2 separate regions of the Mus musculus genome follow, and region 1 is linked to region 2. Evidence: chromatin contacts called from public Micro-C data. All regions are on one chromosome and are shown on one strand. Each heading gives the region's core, a stretch centred on a gene start, on an enhancer-like site or on the middle of the called end of the contact. The rest is flanking DNA. Distances are from core to core; before and after follow the strand shown.

Region 1 (4,765 bases), core at 2,008-4,507, 38 kb after region 2:
CTCTTCTTCCCCCTCCTCTTCCTCCTCCTCCTCCTCCTTAGGTAGGGCTATCTACAAAGTGCCACCCCCAAGCCCTTCATCATACCCATGGTAGCCACCCCCAAATCCATGGCCACTTCCTTATCCCCAACCCCCAATAAAGTTACTTTCTGGTCCTGGTCCAAAGTTTCTGCCACCACCATGGGATTCCACTGAACCCAAGTTCCCTCTTTTTTCATTCCTGGCTCTTTGGATTTCTGTATTTCTTGCCTTTTTTCCTTCTGCATGTGACCATTGATGATGTGATATTTTTGTGACTCAGTTCTTTCCCACAGGAACATGACATCTATGCCTCTTTTCTTCCCAGACTGCCTATAGGTAATTTAAAAACTATTATTTTGATTATATCATTTTTCCCACATTCTTCTGAGTAGTATCTAGTGATGGTCTCCAGCATCTTTTTTAGCCCCACAGACAGCTTCTTTGAAGTCATGTGGGCTCTGGGTGTTCAAGATTCCTCCGGCTCGGCACCTCTCCTTGATCCTTTGTTTGCAGGGCAGCTCCTAACCACACAATCTGTGTACTTTCCCATTGCTCACAGTAGCTTCTCAGACTTTCTTCCGTGGTTCTAATTCCTAACTCGCTGGCAAAGAGTCTACGGAGTGATTCCTTTTCTCTCTTTCTTCTCCATAGGAATAGTTTCTAAAGTGTCCTCCATCCTCGACTTGGTCTCCTTAGCTCGGTTTCCCACAGCCTGAATGAGATAAGAATTCTGCTTATTAATTCTGCGCTGTCCCACCCTGCTCCTGAAAGCAAGCAGCTGGGAGTAGCAGCACACGGGGGCCGCTGTAAGCTGGCCTGTGAGCTTCTGGGCGGACTCGCTGTCTCTACCTCCCACTTTGCCATAAGAATGCTGGAGTTGCAGGTGTGCGCCCTGCCATCCTGCCCTCTGTAGGATCCGGACACTGCGCTCACACAGTGAGCTTACACCATTGCACTAGCACGGCGGTGGGTTTTTGGTCTACGGAAAACAGGGTTGAATGCTTTGGCCCTTTACCTGCATCAAGGCAGTGAGGGTTACTGGAATACAAGGATACGCCAAGGTATTATGGAGATGGAAGTAGGAGGAACTCTTGAGTCTTTCATGATTAGCTCAGGCAATATAGTAAGACCTCATTTCAAAACCAATGGTAGAATGACTTCAGTGTGAACTATTAAATAAACCGCCTGAGTTTGCTTCTCCCACCTTCTGTGCTAAGGATCCATGAGTGGAAGCCAAACATCTAAGATCATGGGTATCCTGGGCTACATAGTGAGTTCCATGTTAGCTTTGAGTTACATAGTAAGGCCTGGTCTTGGAGAAAGAAAGAAGGAGAAAGGGAGAAGGAGAGAAAGAAGGAAGGAGAAAAAGAGAAAGAAGGGAAGAGGGAAACGAAGAAATGGGGAGGGAGGACAGGAGCCCTTTCTACATCATACCTGTCTTACAGCTTCTCTAACTTCCACTCCTCTGTTGGATCTTACCAAGGTGCCATTTTGTCATTAGAACACAGTTGTTTCCAGTTTTTCTTATTTTTCTCATCGGTTTTCTGTTGATTACTCATTTGAGCTTATTTTTAACATATTAGGTTACATACATTTTTTATTATTAGATATTCTCTTTATTTACATTTTAAATTTTATCTCCTTTCCTCATTTCCCCTTCTAACACCCTATCCCATCCCCTCTTCCCCTGCTCCCCAGCCCACCCACTCCTGCTTCCTGGCCCTGGCATTCTCCTACACTGGGGCATCGAGCCTTCACAAGACCAAGGGCCTCTCCTCTCATTGATGTCCCACAAGGCCATCCTCTGCTACATATGCAGCTGGAGCCATGGTTTCCTCCAATGTATACTCTTTGGTTAGTGGTTTAGTCCCTGGGAACTCTGGGGGTACTGGTTAGTTGATATTGTTGTTCCTTCTATGGGGCTGCAAACCCCTTCAGCTCCTTGGATCCTTTCTCTAGCTCCTCCATTGTTAACCCTGGGCTACATACATTTTAATTATATTTTCTTGCTACACAATGGTCCCAAAAGTCTGGCTTCTGGGAGCCTCTCCACATCTTTAAATTCTCTCTTCGAGATTTTTCTCTCTTGTCCTCAGTATCCAGGACTCTTCACAGTTGTAGCATTTAAGAATGAAGAAAGGGGGCTGGTAGGATGGCTCAGCGGGTAAGAGCACTGACTGCTCTTCTGAAGGTCCTGAGTTCAAATCCCACAACCACATGGTGGCTTACAACCATCCATAATGAGATCTGACGCCCTCTTCTGGTGTGTCTAAAGACAGCTACAGTGTACTTAAATAAAAAAAATAAAAAAAATAAAAAAGAATGCAGAAAGGTTTCTCAGTAGGCCACGGACAGCATCGGACTGATGCGGGTTATTAGGAAGTTTCTTTTCAATGATCTATCTGCCCGTTACTGAAGATGATACCACACTGACCTTTAGAAAGTCATTTCGTACTCCAGGTGCCTATAAAAGCCCTCTGTCAATTACAATCATTTGAATTGCTTTTCTTGCCTGAAATGTTCCCAGAGTAGGCATTTCCCAGCATGCTTCTGCACAAGTGTGTTTATCACAGACCCTCCTGTGAATCAATGGCCGATGGAGGGCTGGTCACAAGCCTGGCTTTGTTAAACTATGAAATGTCAACTCCATACTGAAGTGTAGCAGAATATCTCCTGTCCTGGTAAACATGTCTCCTCCTCTACAGAACAGTCTATTTATAACCAGTCTCCTCACAGGACCTGAGGTGACGGCTATTTACCTTCCTAGAAACTAACTTTTGTCCACAACTCTCTTCTTACAACAATTCTCAAGTCCCGGCTTCAATTCCATCAATTGCAATTGAACATCCGTTTAGCTAATTTTCTTTCCTCGCATCCATTGAGTCCATGACTTAAAAACAAATGAACAAAACAACCTGGCCAGGTCAAGAAACCCAACCCCTCTCCACCAACCAGGGCACCGCCCTCTTCCCCAGCGTTGCCCTCGAGCTGAAGACCAAAGAGGGAGAGGAGGGCTCAGGCTGCTCCAGGCCAGCACGCAGGCTCAGCCTGTTTGCTCCAGTGAGATGGCAAGGGGTGATTCTAAAAATTACTGCCACTAGGGTTTGTCAGGCGGCTGCTGGTGACTCCTCACTGGGTTTCCCTTCTCCCACCCTCCCTTTCTCTCCACAGATCACCTCCCCAAAGGAGTCTGCTGTTAAACCTTCCCCATTACCAGCGGGCTCTCACTTCACACCACCGGGAGAGAGAAGCTGGGACCGCAACTACCAACTCGTGCCGACTGGATCCTAGGGTGTGTATGGCTGTGTGGGTGGGAGACAGTGGGGGTGTCTGAGTGTTGGTGGCAGTAGAGCTATTTTCCTACAGGGTATCTCCAGCTGGGTGCTACAGGTCATGTCCCTTGATCTGAAGTTGGGAGACAGAAAACTTTGTCCTGGAATTTGAGAAATGTTGTAACCAAGGAAACAGACACAGTAACTGATATGTATGAGTGATACGCTATAAAAGTAAAATTACATGAGCTTTGTAATGATTGTTTTAAATCTCTAAATAGTATACGTTTTTCTTCCACTATTTTATAGAGAAGAAGAACAAAGAAAATTCTTAGGGCTTGCTCAGGAGATTTAGAATTCCATTTTTAATTTCATTAGCAACCACTTAAACATGTGGTTTGGTCAACACAACTGCTTAGGAAAGACACAATTTTACTAGTTTTAGCTGAATTAATAATACAAAACTCAAATGAACCCTCTGACTCCCCAAAATATAACTTCTCGACAAAATTGAGCCCCTACCCCCGCAAATACCCTACATTTGTTAGTTGACAGAAAATAAATATAGATTTTTGTACTAAATGTGCACATATGGTTATCTTGATTTATGTTTCACATTTAAAAAAAAATCATTTTGATGACAAAGCGACAAAGTGGAATCCCTGTTTCGGCGGACTTAACTAAAAATGGGCAGCTTGGGTCGTGTCTGTTTCTATTCCGGGAGGCAGAGCTGACGGGCCCCAACAGATGCAGCCCTTGGAATGCATCAGGGACAGGGAGCGGGCACAGCTGATTCTCACCCTTAGCCAGTAGTCCTGTGGGATCCCAGTCCTGGGCCATGACAGTGATGCTTCAGCACACGTGCGCACTCAGGGTGGTGGGCAGTGGGAAGAGCGCTCTCACACAAGTGACCACTGTCTGCAGGCTTTGCCCAGAAACCAGGTTTCTTTGAGGAGAGGAATGATTTTATGTAAAGTCAGTACTTTGACACAGACTTGCCCACTTCCCGGTGAGGGCACAGTTAGGTTTTCAGTTCTTGGCAACATCAGCCCAGTGGTTCTAGATGTATTTTTGGATTGTGTATTTTTTTTTCCAGGAACTTAAAAGAGAAAACAAACAAACAAAAATCTTTGAGCCACTTTACAGCAAAGGACCATGAAGACATGTGGGCTGTGGGCTTCGGAATAGTCCTCGGAGCTCATAACCCATCTAGAAACAAACCCAGGGTGGCGCTGCAGAGAAAAATGCAGAGAACCCCATTCAACTTAACCTCCTCATAAACTGCCAATACAAACCAGCTGTTAGGACAAGTATTTCTAGTGTATACGCATCCCGGTTTATCTGAAATTCCAAGTGCACCTCTTATATTTTATTTGCTGGGTGGTAACTTAGAACTAGTTGAGTAGATCCCATGTAAATCTTGTCGGACTCATCTCTATCTGAGAAAGAGTTGATGCAGGGGATTCAAACAG
Region 2 (4,620 bases), core at 859-3,358:
TTAGTCTTATTAGTAAAAGAACTCAAGCATGGATTTCAATGTAAGCTGGCATGGAAATCAGACACATGATGAAAAAGCAGCTACAAGGTAGGATGTGAGAGGTAGGTAGCATTAGAGAAAGAGAATGGACGCCCAACGTATCAGGAAATGCATAGGATAGGTGGGGGGGGGGGGAAGAGGAGGAGGAAGAGGAGGAGGAGGGAGGGAGGGAAGGAGGGAGGAAGAAATTGTCTAAGTTGTACCTCTCCCTCCAAAGCTCATGGTGGCTCCTAGGGACTGTACTGGGGGGTGGGGATCATAGAAAAGAAAATTACAGTATCCTGTTAAAGGAACAATAGCAAGCCTATCTCTTTAACGTGGCTTAAGGTGAGCTTACTTCCCTGGGGGTGGTCTCTTGTCCCAGGGTAACTGCCTGGCCCAACTAGAATGTTAGGTCTCCACCAGGCCAAAGATTCTGTTCTCTTGACCAGAAGGAGTTTTTCCGTAGTGGGCATTTGTACAGCTGCTCTAACATTTTGAACATAACAAAGCTCTTACCCTCTGGGAGTCACTCACTGCTGTTGGGAGCCCAGGGCTGGGTGAACAGCATAAAGAGTATGCAAACGTGTGTGCCTTTGACACTTTGTTTCTTAAGGCATTTCTTTCTACCCCTCACTTTCCAACGACTGCACAGAGCTAGTTCTGCACGTCCCTGGACATCCACATGGTCCCCAGCAGCTGCCTCGACCAGGGACGTCCTCATGTTCACTAGTGGTCACATGGGACATCAACATGGACTTGTTGGTATTGAACCCCAGACTCAGACACGGCCCTCAGTGGCAGCTTGAGGTGGGACCTCACTGTTGCCCCGGGTGCCAGGGCTGGCCACTTTCAACAGGCTACCCTGGAGTCTCGATGTCTATCTCTCTTTATAACGTTCAAGCTGCTCCACTTCTCTTTCTCTCCCATCTGACCACTACATTCCCATTCACTGTGGAGACTCCCACTGCAGGCTGGCCACGTAGCTGGCAGAGCCCGGGGCCTGGGGTGACATCTTCCATCCGTGCTACATGGTGTAGCAGTACCCAGCAATACCCAGTTAATGCTACTCAAATCTATCCTACCAGCAACTTCGGCTGAGTTCCTGCCCCAGTGTTCTGGGTTTCTGCATGAAAGACACATTTACACAGCCTTTATATTTGTATATGCCTTAAATAGCTCAATGGCTGGGCTACTTCCTAACCTCCACGTGGCTAAACTACCTCTATCCAATATTCCCAAGTTATTACTTTACTAAAACCTATATTCTATCTTGGCTATCCTAGACCCAGATATGCAGCCCTCTCGGGCTGCGTTACCCCAGCTCCTACAGTCCGCCATGCTGCTCTTTCTCTCTGGTGTGGTGTCTTGGTTCTCCTTCTCCTGGACTGGAAGATGCCTCCTTCTTCCTCCTAGGTCCCTTGCCTGGGGAATCCTAAAAGTCCAGCCTCAAAAACACCAAAAAACCAAAACAAAAACCAAAAAAACTTTAGCCAGGCAGTGGTGGCGCACGCCTTTAATCCCAGCACTTGGGAGGCAGAGGCAGATGGATTTCTGAGTTCCAGGCCAGCCTGGTCTACAGAGTGAGTTCCAGGACATCCAGGACTATACGGAGAAACCCTGTTTTGAAAACAACCAAAATAATAATAATAATAATAATAATAATAATAAATCTAGCCTCTGTCTCTCTGCCCAGAGCAGCTTTATTTACCAATCAAACCCAACTGGAGGTGGGGGGTCCCTCAGTTTTACATGTGGGACACACCACAAACAGGTTTGGGGGAAACCTAATTAGCATGAGAATACAAGCAACTATAACATGTAGTGGCAAGTCTAAGGCCTGCCTAGTGCTGATCTGTGGGTGGCACAGCAGTCCACAGACCTCTGTCTTCTTCCTCCCCGGCTGTGCTGCCTGAATTTGATTTGATTCATATGAGTTCTAGGCATAAAACAGCTTTAGCCATCAAGCTAGGCATCAAGCTAGGATAACCGTAGAACTGCTTTGGCCTTGGCTGATATAAGAACACCACAACTAACATGGTGTTTGATTGCCTTTGCCAGGAGGGCAAAGAGGGCTTTGGATTGCTGGATGACTTCAATCCTTTGATAACTGGACCATGACAGTCGGCCTCAGAAAGAGGAAATGGACAAATAAGGAAATAGACCTTGGGGGCTAGCTTTAGGAATGTAATCTAACAGTTTTTAGCAAGGCAGAGGGAATGAGGGAGAAGGGCAAGGTTTGCCAGAACCATATGTGTCATGCTCCAGCTAGCTAGAGTTCCTTCAAAATTGCTATAAGGCTAGGCAGCACAGCACCTTTACTGAAACATGGCTGGCTTCTCCATCTTCCTAATCTACCAATATGCTGGGACCTCGAAGCTAACACAGCAGTTCTTCATCCTAACTACATTTCTGATCACGTGGAGGGGGAGGTGCATCTAAGAAAGCAATTCTGGGCTTTTCCCCCAGAGTGGTTGGTGCCTGAGAACTCTCCAGATAATCTCCAGGATGTGTCTGACAGAAGCTGATGGGACTCTCCATTTTGAGATTTCACAGGAGACACAAAAACTCCAAACAAGGATACAGGCAACTACAGTTGATCCTAACATTTGTTAAATTGTTTTTTTTTAAATAATAATAATCTGCCTTCCACCTGTGTAACGTTTGCCTGTACCTTCTGCACCTGGGGTAGTTTGTAGATGACAGCTGTTGTTGCAAGGAAAATTATTTGAAAATAAAACTGAATACAATGTTGCAGAAATGTTTGTCTTGGGTAACCTTTAGGGCTTTATAAAGTATCCCCCTGCTGCCTCCCGAGAAAGTGCTTCACTACCCCCCTTCATTTTCCTCTCGGGATCTTCCAGTGCCTCTCTGGAGGAAGTCATAGTGGTGGTGATGACTATGGGTCTTGCTGCTGGTGCTAGCCGTGAAGGTGAACCCAGCCCCTCTTCTGTCCTGGCTTGGCTGTCCTCTAATGTGCCACTGCAGGCTCTGCTTCCAGTTACTACCTTCCTAGCTGCACCTAGGCCATCTTTGCTGACCAGCATTGTGTGCCTTGGGTACTTCCGCTCAAAGAAGGGTCTGAGATAGAATGGTGTCTGATTCTATTCTGGCTCGACAGCTAAGTAAATAAGAGCCCTACAGGCAGGAGTGGAGGAAGAGATGAGATGTACCCCTGACAGCTCCCGGGGCTGGTGGTACCAACCTCTCAGGCACCTGACCTGGTTCCAGTAAGGGAACAGAGTCAGATGGCTCACAATTTGGACAGTTCTAGCTTTCAGAAGCTACGGGTGTCAAGAAAAGTATCCAGCAAAGAAGAATGGCTTGGGATTTTCCCAGGACAAAAACAGACATTGAAGTAAAAGGTAACATTTTCTTTGAGTCATGCATCAGCTGTGACTAAGACAGCAGTCTTCCACAGAGATAAAGACAGTGCGCACTGGGGTTGTTGAAACAGTGATTTATAACATAGAGACCAGACATGGTCCCCTCTGGCTCAGGGACTTGCTTCCTAGGTCTCAAGGAACATTGATTCACGATGGTAGCTCTGTGAGAAAGGCAGACATAGGAAATGGTTTTCAGGAGAATTAACCCAAGACCCTAAGGGTGATGGAGCTCACAGATAGCATTTGCAGTACGGCTGTAGGACACTCCGTCTCTGTCAGTTCCAGGAAAGCCTTGCAGCAGCAGAATTTTCTTCTTGCATTTCCTTTGTTGGTGTTTCTATTAACCACTGTTGGACACAGAGCATTGCAAGAGAGCAACACAGCAACAGAATGGGAGTCTCACCTCCCCACTCTCTGTGAAGTCCTGGGGAAGCTGGGAAATGTTTCAGTCAAGGGTTCCATCGGGAAACCACTGGCATCCCCAAACTAGGATCACTCCTGGGACGCTTTCATGCTGATGTGTGGACTGGGTGAGGGGTGTTGAGATAGCATGGGCTTTGCAACAGGGTTATTAGGCCTGCAGCTAGTGTGCTTCAGTGTGCTCAATAGGAACACCAGAAGAAGATCATGAAGAGAAGGCCAACTTAAGATAATGGTGACCCCAGGCCAACCTGGACGTCCATATCACCCCTCTCCCATAAGAATAATAACTTCTTCTCTCCCTTCCCTCCTGTGGGCCAATGCTTGGGTCTTCAAAAGCTGAAGCAAAGGAGTTGGTGGATACAGTCTTATTTTATTATTGGTGGTCATAGTTTTATTAAGTCTGTCCTGTGAAGATTTCAAGCTGTACACAATCAGACTCACTTAGAATAAAACATTTCAATATTTCCATTGTTTGTTCAGAAGGACACATGAGAAGAAGTCTTCAGACCAGCCTGGCAAGAACTCTTCACACCAGGCTGGCAAGCTGCTGCCAGGCCACTGGTTTCCAACCTGTGGGTCAAGACCCCTTTGGGGATTTCATATCAGATATTCGACATATCAGACCTTTACCTTCTGGTTCCTAAAGGTAGCAAAATTACAGTTATGGAGTAGCAACAAAAATAATTTTATGGTTGGGGTGGGGTCACCACAGCATAAGGAACTATACAAAAGGGTTGCAGCCTTAGGAAGGGTGAGAACCTCTGCCCCAACCCTAGATAGCATCAATAATGTG

Evidence for each region. Hi-C and Micro-C count contacts between places; a contact is called where the count stands out from the background.
Region 1: a Micro-C map of granulosa cells shows a contact between it and region 2, with 2.3 times the contacts expected there. The contact joins the promoter of Klhl31 here to the enhancer-like site in region 2. A contact is called at or near these places in 1 of 39 promoter capture datasets (liver), 6 of 484 Hi-C or Micro-C datasets (the AML12 cell line, the HL-1 cell line, Sertoli cells and 3 more), 1 of 115 datasets of contacts at active chromatin or transcription factors (embryonic stem cells) and 1 of 9 other capture datasets (liver).

What each region holds. Positions count from the first base shown.
Region 1 is chr9:77,633,475-77,638,239 of GRCm38.p6, forward strand. It overlaps Klhl31 (kelch-like 31), which reads left to right and starts at 3,258. Exons shown (of 3, transcript NM_172925.2): 1 at 3,258-3,313.
Region 2 is chr9:77,596,668-77,601,287 of GRCm38.p6, forward strand. No RefSeq gene overlaps it. Among named protein-coding and RNA genes, the nearest start is that of Klhl31, 38 kb to the right of the region's middle. Within about 2 kb of position 2,109, at least 7 of the 459 cell types and tissues checked have an H3K27ac peak or open chromatin away from gene starts, as enhancers often do. A contact at or near this core is called in granulosa cells, where this site is marked.